3 separate regions of the Sus scrofa genome follow, and all the other regions are linked to region 2. Evidence: chromatin contacts called from public HiChIP or PLAC-seq and promoter capture Hi-C data. All regions are on one chromosome and are shown on one strand. Each heading gives the region's core, a stretch centred on a gene start, on an enhancer-like site or on the middle of the called end of the contact. The rest is flanking DNA. Distances are from core to core; before and after follow the strand shown. Region 1 has its middle 12 kb from the start of ZNF385C. Region 2 holds the start of CNP (2',3'-cyclic-nucleotide 3'-phosphodiesterase). Region 3 holds the start of DHX58 (DExH-box helicase 58).

Region 1 (2,907 bases), core at 91-2,590, 88 kb after region 2:
AAACCAAGAAGGTAGGTGGAGCCCCCTGTCCGCAGGGAATGGTCCCCTCCTTAGCATGAGAATCTCTTAGTCTCCGCTCAGTGGTCCCCAGCCTCCCCTCCCCTACCGCCTGGGAGCTGGAAGTCCTTCTGGCCATCAGGCTTGTTGTCCCTCTGCCCAACCTCGGTTTCCGGTTCAGTTGCAGGTCCAGTCTCCCACCTTCTCCTAACGCAAGGCGGGGCAGGGGCCTGCCACTGCTGCCACCAGCTCTACAGAGCACCTACACCCCGCCCGCGCGGGCCCCCTCGGGCGCTCAGCCCCAGCGGCGTGTTGGTCCGGGATGGGGGAGCCAGGAGTGCGGTCCCGTGGCCGGCTCCCGCGCCTACCTGAAGGGCGCTCCCGACCGGAGCCGGGCCGCATCCAGCCGCTCGCGGCCACCCGGGGTGATCCGGATTCTCAGCTCCTGGAGGTGCGCGGCGGGTGAGTCCCGGGCCCGCGTGTCCCGGGGCAGCCGCCGCGACTCCGGAGCCCGCCCCTGGGCGGCCCGCGGGGAGCAGGTGCCAGGAGCCGCGCCGCCCAGAGCCGAGTGCAGGCGAGCGGGCTGGGACGGCGGCTGTGCGATGGGGCTCCCCAGGGAAGGAGGTGAGGGGAGACCCGGGGGCTCGCCTAGCGGCAGGGCTGGGCCCATCAATGAGTATCCTCCCTTGTCCTGACCGGCCAGTCCTGCGTGCCCATCGAATTTCGGGGGGGTCTCAGAGCTTGAGGGCGGGGACCCCAAGTGGCCACCTCCTATAGGCCCGCCCTGACCCTTCTCTATCCATTCGTAAGCCAGCCGGTGTTTTCAGCCGAAGCTCAAAGGGAGGAAGGAGGAAACTGAGGAGTCCCTGTCGTGGCTCAGTGGTTAATGAATTCGACTAGGAACCATGAGGTTGTGGCTTTGATCCCTGACCTCGCTCAGTGGGTTAAGGATCCAGCATTGCTGTGAGCTGTGGTGTAGATCACAGAGGCAGCTTAGATCCCACTTGCTGTGGCTTTGGCTTCGGCCGGTGGCTACAGACCCAATTAGACCCATACCCTGGGAACCTCCATATGCTGCAGGTGAGGGCATAGAAAAAGATTGAAAAAAAAAAAAGAAGGAAACTGACGTTCACAAAGCATCTACTGGGTGCTAGGAGGGATCCCGTTCAATCCTCATTAACAGCCCAGACTGGTTTGCTCCCCATTTTACAGACCAGGAAATGAAAGATTGGACACATTAAGAAACTGGCCCAAAGTCAATCAGGAAGTGAGCACCAGATGGGAAACTCCAGGTTGTCCCAAGGTCAGGGGATGAAGCCAGGCCAGTGGGCCTGCTGGGGCAACAGCACTGGTGTGTGTGGCTGTGGGTCATTTCTGATTCTTCCCAGGAAATCAGTGCACCAGGTCTGGTCCCGGACTCACCCGCCACCCACATCTGGGAACCCCCAGGCACAAGACAGGAGCATAAAGCTAATCAGGGAGGGCAGGAGGCAGGGGTCAGTAGCATGATGTCCCAACAGCACCTGCCACCTTCCCATTGCTGGGGAGCCCCAGGGAGGGAGACGGAAATCATGGCTCTTGTATTCCGAGAAGATGCTTCAGTGCTGCTCACCCCACCTCATGCTTCGGGCAGGCTCCGGCTTAAGCAGGCCTTCCAGAAAGCAGGTCCCATCCCACCAGGGGAAGCCCTGGCCATATCTAGGCCTCCTGCTCCTAGCTCTTCTTCTTGGTCCTCACATCCACCAGCTCACTCCTGTCTTGAGGCCTCTGCTGTTCCCTCAGCCTGGAACTCTCCTCTCATGTTCATAAGGCTGTTTCCTTGTTGCTCAGGCCTCAGCTCCAATGTCACCTCCCCAGACCCTGTATCCCAGACCCATTATTCTTTATCCCAGCCCCTGGTTAATTTCCCTCTTAGCTTATCCCCTAAGATGTAATGCTTTTCCCTGGACACTTCCCTGTCTCCCCCATGGGGGCAGGGCCTTTATTTCCCAGGTGGGGGAAGCACCCGCACAAAACTTGGTGCATACCTAATAAATGCTCGATAAAGAATTATTGAATGAATGCATGCATGCATTTACACTGTAAGAGTAAATCCACTTTAAATGGGCAAACTGGAGTTCCCTTGTGGCGGAATGGGTTAAGAATCTGGTGTCACTGCAGTGGCTGGGGTAGCTGCTGTGGCACAGGTTTGACCCCCGGCTCAGGAACTTCCACATGCCACGGGCATGGCCAAAACAAATCCCCCCCAAATGGGTGCATTTTATGGTATATGACTCATAGCTCAATAAAATGGTTCCTCAAAAATCAATCAAGGGGGCAGGGGGGATCTGAGAGTCATGCTACACCCCGTGTACCCTCCCATCCCCCAGCACGCCATTCTCTAACTTGATCTGGTCCCAGCTCTCCCCATCACAGTCCACATCCTGTATCTGTCCTTGGGGGAACTGCACCTGCTCAGGCTGGGAAGGAATCTTAGAGGTCACTCTGTCCCTTGCCCAGTTTGTTCCTGACAAGTTACCCTCTGGCCTCGGCTTGAACATGCTGATGACAGGGCGCTCACGGCTTTGCGAGACAGCCATTCCATTGCTGGACAGCTCTCAAGGATAGAAAGCGCCTCAGCACGGGGACAGCTTTCCCATAATGCCCACGCCTGCATCCCGGATCTGCTCCCCCACAAATAGAAAAAAGCCCACCCCACTTCCTACTGCCAGCTGACCACGGTTGGCAGCTTCCTCCTCGGGGGTCTCTTCTCCCAGTGAAAGAGACTCATTTCTGGAGTTCCCATTGTGGCTCAGCGGGTGAAGATCCCGACTAGTATCCATGAGGATGCAGGTTCAATCCCTGGCCTCACTCAGTGGGTTAAGGACCCAGCGTTCCTGTGAGGTGTGGTGTAGGTCAAAGACGAAGCTC
Region 2 (2,886 bases), core at 62-2,561:
CTCGGATCTGGTGTTGCTACAGCTCCAATTTGACCCCTAGCCTGGGACCCTCCATACGCCACAGATTTGGACCTAAAAAAGCCAAAAAAAAAAAAAAAAAAAAAAAAAGGAAGAAGAAGGAACAGTTTCAGGAGAATGAAGAAATGGGTGAGCTCTAAGGAACTCAAAACCCTTAAGGAGGGGAGGACAGAGAAAGGCCTGGGAGTAGAGGTACATCTGCCCAGCTGCTGGCCATTGGTTCATCTTGCTGAGTACCTACTGTGTGCAGAGGACTGTGGGAGGCTTTCTGGAAGAAATAAGGATGAGACCTCTCATCCATCACATAGTGAAGGCAGCCTACTTGTAAACCCCTAAGCCTGGACAGCCGAATGAAATGCACGCTGGTGCTGGTGGGACGCTGGGCTCTAGGACCCAGAGGGAGAAGGAAGGTGTCTGCCCCAGGACTGTGGGAGTAGGAGCTGCAGCTGATCCCGCCTCCCGCCACCATATAGTCAAGTAAACCGTTGTCTGCAAGGCTGTTTTCTCACACCTGAGGTTTATATGGGTACTTAGCACAGCACCTGGTACACAGGAAGCTCTTGAAAACCCACCTCAGCTTTCAGTGGTTTCACAGAGGGGGTGGCTGAGCAGCTGCCTCAGAGGGTGAGTTAGGATTTCACGTTATTCATCTATCCCTTTGGCCATTGCCATCCTAATCCCATCTCCACAATTCCTGAAGTGTTGGGGTTGGTGGGGGCAGAGGCTGACTTTAGGCTGAGGCTAGGGGGAGGCAAATGAGTCATTTCGAATGCAACTTTTAAGTAATGTAGGGTCCAAAAAAACTCACTGAGAAAAGAGAAACTATTTTAATGCAATATGGTTAAAAAAAAAAAAAAAAAGCAAAAACTGGAGTTTCCTAGTGGCTCAGCAGGTTAAGGGCCAGGCATCGCCACTGCTGTAGCGAGGGTTATAGCCCTCGACTGGGAACTTCTGCGTGCTGAAAAAAATTCATGCAAAAAGTGATGATGAGTACGATATCAAAACTTAAAGACAGGATTCAGCCTTGCACTTGGAAGACCCTGCCTTCCTCGCCTCGACCCAATTTCCGTGCGGGACCGAGGAGGGTGACTGTCTCCTTCAAGGTGTTTGTCCGTAACTCCTACAAGAAAAACAGGCCACACCAGCCGTCCGCCTCCACCTTGGTCCCCGGCCGCCGCGCAGCTGCTTGACTGAGGCACAGGGGCACCACAGCCCGAGCGCACGGGAGCGGGGTCCTTTCCACCCCCTGCCGAATCAGTTTCGAGTTTCGATTCGCCGCGCCTGCGCAGAGGGGGCCGGAGCCGGAGCCGGCCCACCCCCGTCCCGCCCGCGGGCGCTCCGCCCCCGGGCTATGTAAGGCGGCCGAGCGTGGCCACGCGCCACCGCTAGACTCCGTGTCCCTCCGCGCGGGCGGGCGGCCCCGGAGAGCCAGTGCTGCGAAGGCGGCGACCGCGGCGCCTCCTCCTCATCATGGTGAGCGGGCGCGGGAAGGGCCGGGAGGGGAGCGAGCGGACCGGGCCAGGATAGCACCTTAGTGGAGAAGGGGAGCGCTGGGCGACTGGGGGAGGAAGTGGCATGCAAATGAGGAGCGTGGTTCCGGAGTGGAGTTGGGGTTTTCTCGGCAGTCCGGTGCAGCCCGGAGGTAGCTGCGACGCGGGGAGAGTCGGGGAGTGGGGACAGCGCTGGAAGAGGAAGGGAATCGGGCAGCAGCCCCGGGGCAGACGCGGGAGGCCGGTGGGCTCAGGTAACACGCTGGGCCCACGCTGGGTGGGCCTGCGGCGCGCTCCCCTGCTCGGGGCCTCATCGGAGATAAACGTACGCCAGCTGAGCTCGCAGGGGACTGGCGGGAGGTGGGGCCTCCCGATTGAGAGGAGAAGGCGGCTTACAGTAAAAACTATCACCTGTGGCTTTTTGCTGGCAGGAAAACAAGCGGCTCAGAGAGGTGCTGCTGACACACAGCAAGGGGTGGGCAGAGCTAGACCCTGGACACAGGTGTCCAGTACCGCCCAGTCCTGGGGCAGGCACAAAGACCAAGACTTTGGTGGGGGGGAACCAGGGCAGAGGAGGAGGTGGCAGGGGTGCTGAATGAAGCCCTTTGTCCAGTGCTCTCCTGCCCTGCCCCCCACCAGCCTTTCTGTGGGACCATTGTCCCCCCCCATCCCAGACAAGAGAGTATTATTTGTTGCTGGCATTGTTGGGGGAAGGGAGGCGGGCTTGGGGTCACCCTTCTCCACCCCCACCCTCCTCTGTGCACTCAGAGCCAGGGCAGCTGTGGCTTTGCCCAGACGTAGAGCCCCCCACCACCTCCAAAGAGGTCATCCTTAGTAGGTGCCAGGAATATAAAGTTAGGGTCCGCTCCCAAGAGCGCAGGCTTCAGGCCCTCCCCTGCATGCACTTCCAGCAGTTTTCCTTTGGAAGTGGTGGCAGCGAGTGATCTTCGAGTAGGAGTTTCAGACCCAGACAAGTGCTCCTCTCCAAGCTGCACAACCCGAAGCCATCAGGTTGCAAAGACCTAGGAGAATAGGACCAGCACCCCACGTTTTGGGACGGTGCCCGCAGCACCCCGGGGGTGCCTGTCAATCAGGGCTGCGCCCAGGAGCAGGGCCCCCCCAGTTAGAACGAGGCCAGAGGCAAGGGGGCAAGGCTGGCGGTGACCTGGCTGACTCCTGTCTTCCCTTCTTCACACAGAATAGAGGCTTCTCCCGAAAGAGCCAAACGTTCCTGCCCAAGATCTTCTTCCGCAAAATGTCATCCTCAGGGGCCAAGGACAAGCCGGAGCTGCAGTTTCCCTTCCTGCAGGATGAGGAGACGGTGGCCACGCTGCAGGAGTGCAAGACGCTCTTCATCCTGCGCGGCCTGCCCGGGAGC
Region 3 (2,918 bases), core at 360-2,859, 120 kb after region 2:
GCGGGTGGGCATGGGATAGGGCCAGGCAGGCCAGGGAGGTTTCTGGTGGCAGAGTTCCAGGGGCTGAGCTGACCTGCAGGATGTGGTCAATGGCGCCATCGAGTGTCGAGGCCCTGCCTGTGCCTGGGGAGGCTGTGAGCCCAAGCACCTGCGGCAGTGGCTTCGTCCTCTGGAATTTATGCTTCAGGTACTGGCTCAGGATGATGTTGTAGACGGTGTCTTTGTGTGTGTGGTGACACTCATCCACCACCAGCAGGGAGAAGACTGCAGGAAGGTGGGGGTGGGGGTGGGGTGGGGAGGTTATGACCCGTGTTTGCAAATCCCTTCCTCCCACAAGCTTTGTTTCATGTGGCCCCCAAACTCATGGGAGAATTCCTTCCTCCTTTCACTGCTTGCAGCTGGGCCCAGGGCCAGGCAGCGGCCATTTACCTCCATTTTACAGATTAGTAAACTGAGGCTCAGCTGGGGGAAAGGACTGGCCCAAGATCCTGCATTGTAGACGGGGGTTGGTTTTTAGAAGGTGTCTGCTGCGGTTTCGTGAGCGGGGATCCCTCGTCCCACGAGATGTCCCAAGGCTTTTACTAGAACAGGAGCCCTGGAGTGGGCAGGCAGGGACTTTGGGGGCACACCGTTGCCCGCGGCCCGCGGTCCTCACCGTTGAGCTCCACGTGCTCCTCCTCCTCCTCGCTGGTCAGCGCCTTCTGTAGCAGCTCAGCTGTGCAGATGAGCAGATCATGGCTCCGGGCCAGGTGGCCAAAGCCGGCTCGTGGCCCCATGTCCCCGCTCAGGGTGGTAATGGCCCAGCGTCTGTCCAGCATGCGGCTGAACTCCTCACAATGCTGGGTCACCAGGTGTACCTGGGGGTGGAGAATGAGATGGGGAGAGGAAGCTGGAGCAGGGCCAGGGGCAGGGAAGGCAGGGTGACCCCCAGGACATGGCTCTGGGCTGGAATGGGTGAAAAGACATGTGAGCTTGGAGACGGCCACAGCTGCTCTGGAGTTCTGGAAGATCCTGAGAGGCGCCTGAGGAGTTGAGACCCTGCTGGGGGGCGGGCAGGCCACTTACCCTGTTGACCAGCACAACCACCTTGGCTCCATCCACAGTCTCCAGATGCCTCTTGGCCACATAAGCAGCCGCCCTGGTCTTGCCAGCGCCCGTGGGCAGCCATATGATGATATTCCTGCCCTCCAGAGCGGGCATGATCACCTCCCACTGGTAGGGTCGCAGCTCCATTCTAGGAATGGCAGGGAGCTCAAGACCCCTGGACCCCTCCCAGCCCAGCCTCCCCTCAGCGCCTCTCCCCACTCCCTTTGCCCGGACTCCACCCCCGCCTGAGGGAGGAGAGGGCAGGGCCACGGAGGGACCTACCAGGAACCTTATCTGGGTAGGAGGGGAGGCAGAGGACTAAGGACCACACCTGCTCCCTCAGCGTCTCACTGGCCGCTCTGCGCTCTGCGGGCTTAGCCCAGATGCCGCTGGGCTTGCTGAGAAGGAAATGGAAACTGAAACTGAAGGGAGGAGCTAGCCCAGCAGAGATCAAACTAAGACTCTCCCTTCCCTGCCCCTCCGAAAAAAACTACGAGCTTCAGAAGCAGGGCAGACAGAAAGGCTGCTGCCAGCAAGATACCCTTTCTTCCCTCCCGGGTCCTGTTGGCCCCACCCCCTGGAGAGGGGTCTTCACCGCCCGGCCCCGCCCCGCCCCCGTGAGGGCCGCGGCTGTAACCGATCCCACCCACGTGACGATGCCTGGCCCAGCAGAAGCAAGCAGGGAGACGTGGGGGGCTACGGGCAGGTAGCCATCAGCCCAGGGGTGCGGGGACAGGCGTGAGCCATGCTGGCAGAACGGGCCCTGCCTGCTGAGGCTGGGGATTCCACTGATAAATAATCACACAGAGAAAAAAAAAAAAAGAACTTTATTGTTCCCTCCAAGGGATTAATGCCAAGAAATGAATGGTCCCCATGCCCCCACCCCAGGGGAAAAACAGATCAGTGCAGAATGACGCTCGGCCCCTCCAGTCCAGGTTGAACTTCCAACCCCTGAGGGCCCGTCACTCAAGCGAAAACTGGAAATCCTGCCCTTGAGGAAACAGTGACCTGGGCCAGGCCCGGGCTTCTAAGACGCCATAGCTTAGTGGGGAGACCCGGGCTGGGGGCCACCAGCCACTCTAGAGGGGCTGGGCTCCAGACCCAGAAACCCCTCCCCAAGGTCAGACACAAGGAAGGATGGGACAGAGCTGCAGGCGTGCGGTGCCCCAGGGCCCAGAAAGGCTGCAGGATCGCGGGGTGCAGGGCCCCCGCTGGAGTGTCTCACACCGAGGGGGACCTGGGTAGGGCCACCTCAGGCATCAGATCAGAGCCTGAGACGGAGACTTTACGGGTGGAGGCCACGGTCCAGAGTCAGGCTACTTGTCGATGAGCCCGCCCTCCTTGAGCTTGAAGTAGAAGAACTTCTCCAGGGCGCTGGCGCAGCGGCAGTACTCGCTGTCTGGGGGGTTGTACTCGCGGCAGTTGGCGATGACCCGCTGCAGGTCCGCCACGAAGAGCTTCCGCGTCACGTAGTACCGGCTGCGCAGCCTCTCCGTCATGGTCTTCAGGTCTGGGGCAGCAGGGGACAAGGGCGTGCCTTTCAGAGGCCACATGGCCCAGGACGGAAGGAGCCGGGACGATGCGGGGCGGCGCAGCGAAAAGGGGAGGAAGGGGTTGGACTGGAAGGTCCTCACCGATGGGGAAGCGGATGACCTCGTAGTAGTCTGGGGCCTCCGACTTCTTCACGGGCTCCATGAAGGGCCAGGCACTGGGGTGGGACTGCAAGGAGAGCCAAGCTGGGCCCGGGCCCACGGCGCCCACAACCAGCTGGTGACTGCCCCGCCCCCATCGCAAAGCCAGATATTGGCACAGGGACCCCCAAAAGGGGGTCT

Evidence for each region. Promoter capture Hi-C pulls out the DNA fragments that hold promoters and counts their contacts. HiChIP or PLAC-seq counts read pairs in DNA pulled down with a chosen protein or histone mark.
Region 1: an H3K27ac HiChIP or PLAC-seq map of alveolar macrophages shows a contact between it and region 2. The contact joins the enhancer-like site here to the promoter of CNP in region 2. A contact is called at or near these places in 1 of 5 promoter capture datasets (fetal liver), 3 of 47 Hi-C or Micro-C datasets (alveolar macrophages, embryonic fibroblasts and heart right ventricle) and 2 of 2 datasets of contacts at active chromatin or transcription factors (alveolar macrophages and skeletal muscle).
Region 3: a promoter capture Hi-C map of fetal liver shows a contact between it and region 2, with 3 times the contacts expected there. The contact joins the promoter of DHX58 here to the promoter of CNP in region 2. A contact is called at or near these places in 3 of 5 promoter capture datasets (fetal liver, fetal skeletal muscle and liver), 24 of 47 Hi-C or Micro-C datasets (alveolar macrophages, blood, brain and 14 more) and 2 of 2 datasets of contacts at active chromatin or transcription factors (alveolar macrophages and skeletal muscle).

Annotation. Positions count from the first base shown.
Region 1 is chr12:20,675,709-20,678,615 of Sscrofa11.1, reverse strand. No RefSeq gene overlaps it. Among named protein-coding and RNA genes, the nearest start is that of ZNF385C, 12 kb to the left of the region's middle. Within about 2 kb of position 1,340, at least 5 of the 83 cell types and tissues checked have an H3K27ac peak or open chromatin away from gene starts, as enhancers often do. A contact at or near this core is called in alveolar macrophages and skeletal muscle, where this site is marked.
Region 2 is chr12:20,764,080-20,766,965 of Sscrofa11.1, reverse strand. CNP (2',3'-cyclic-nucleotide 3'-phosphodiesterase) reads left to right here and starts at 1,311. Exons shown (of 4, transcript XM_003131420.5): 1 at 1,311-1,491; 2 at 2,707-2,886. The coding sequence starts at 1,489. It overlaps TTC25 (tetratricopeptide repeat protein 25), which reads left to right. Exons shown (of 12, transcript XM_021066990.1): 12 at 1-878.
Region 3 is chr12:20,646,444-20,649,361 of Sscrofa11.1, reverse strand. DHX58 (DExH-box helicase 58) reads right to left here and starts at 1,609. Exons shown (of 13, transcript NM_001199132.1): 1 at 1,369-1,609; 2 at 1,066-1,234; 3 at 656-857; 4 at 74-264. The coding sequence starts at 1,233. It overlaps KAT2A (histone acetyltransferase KAT2A), which reads right to left. Exons shown (of 18, transcript XM_013980960.2): 17 at 2,721-2,805; 18 at 1,898-2,596. The coding sequence ends at 2,403.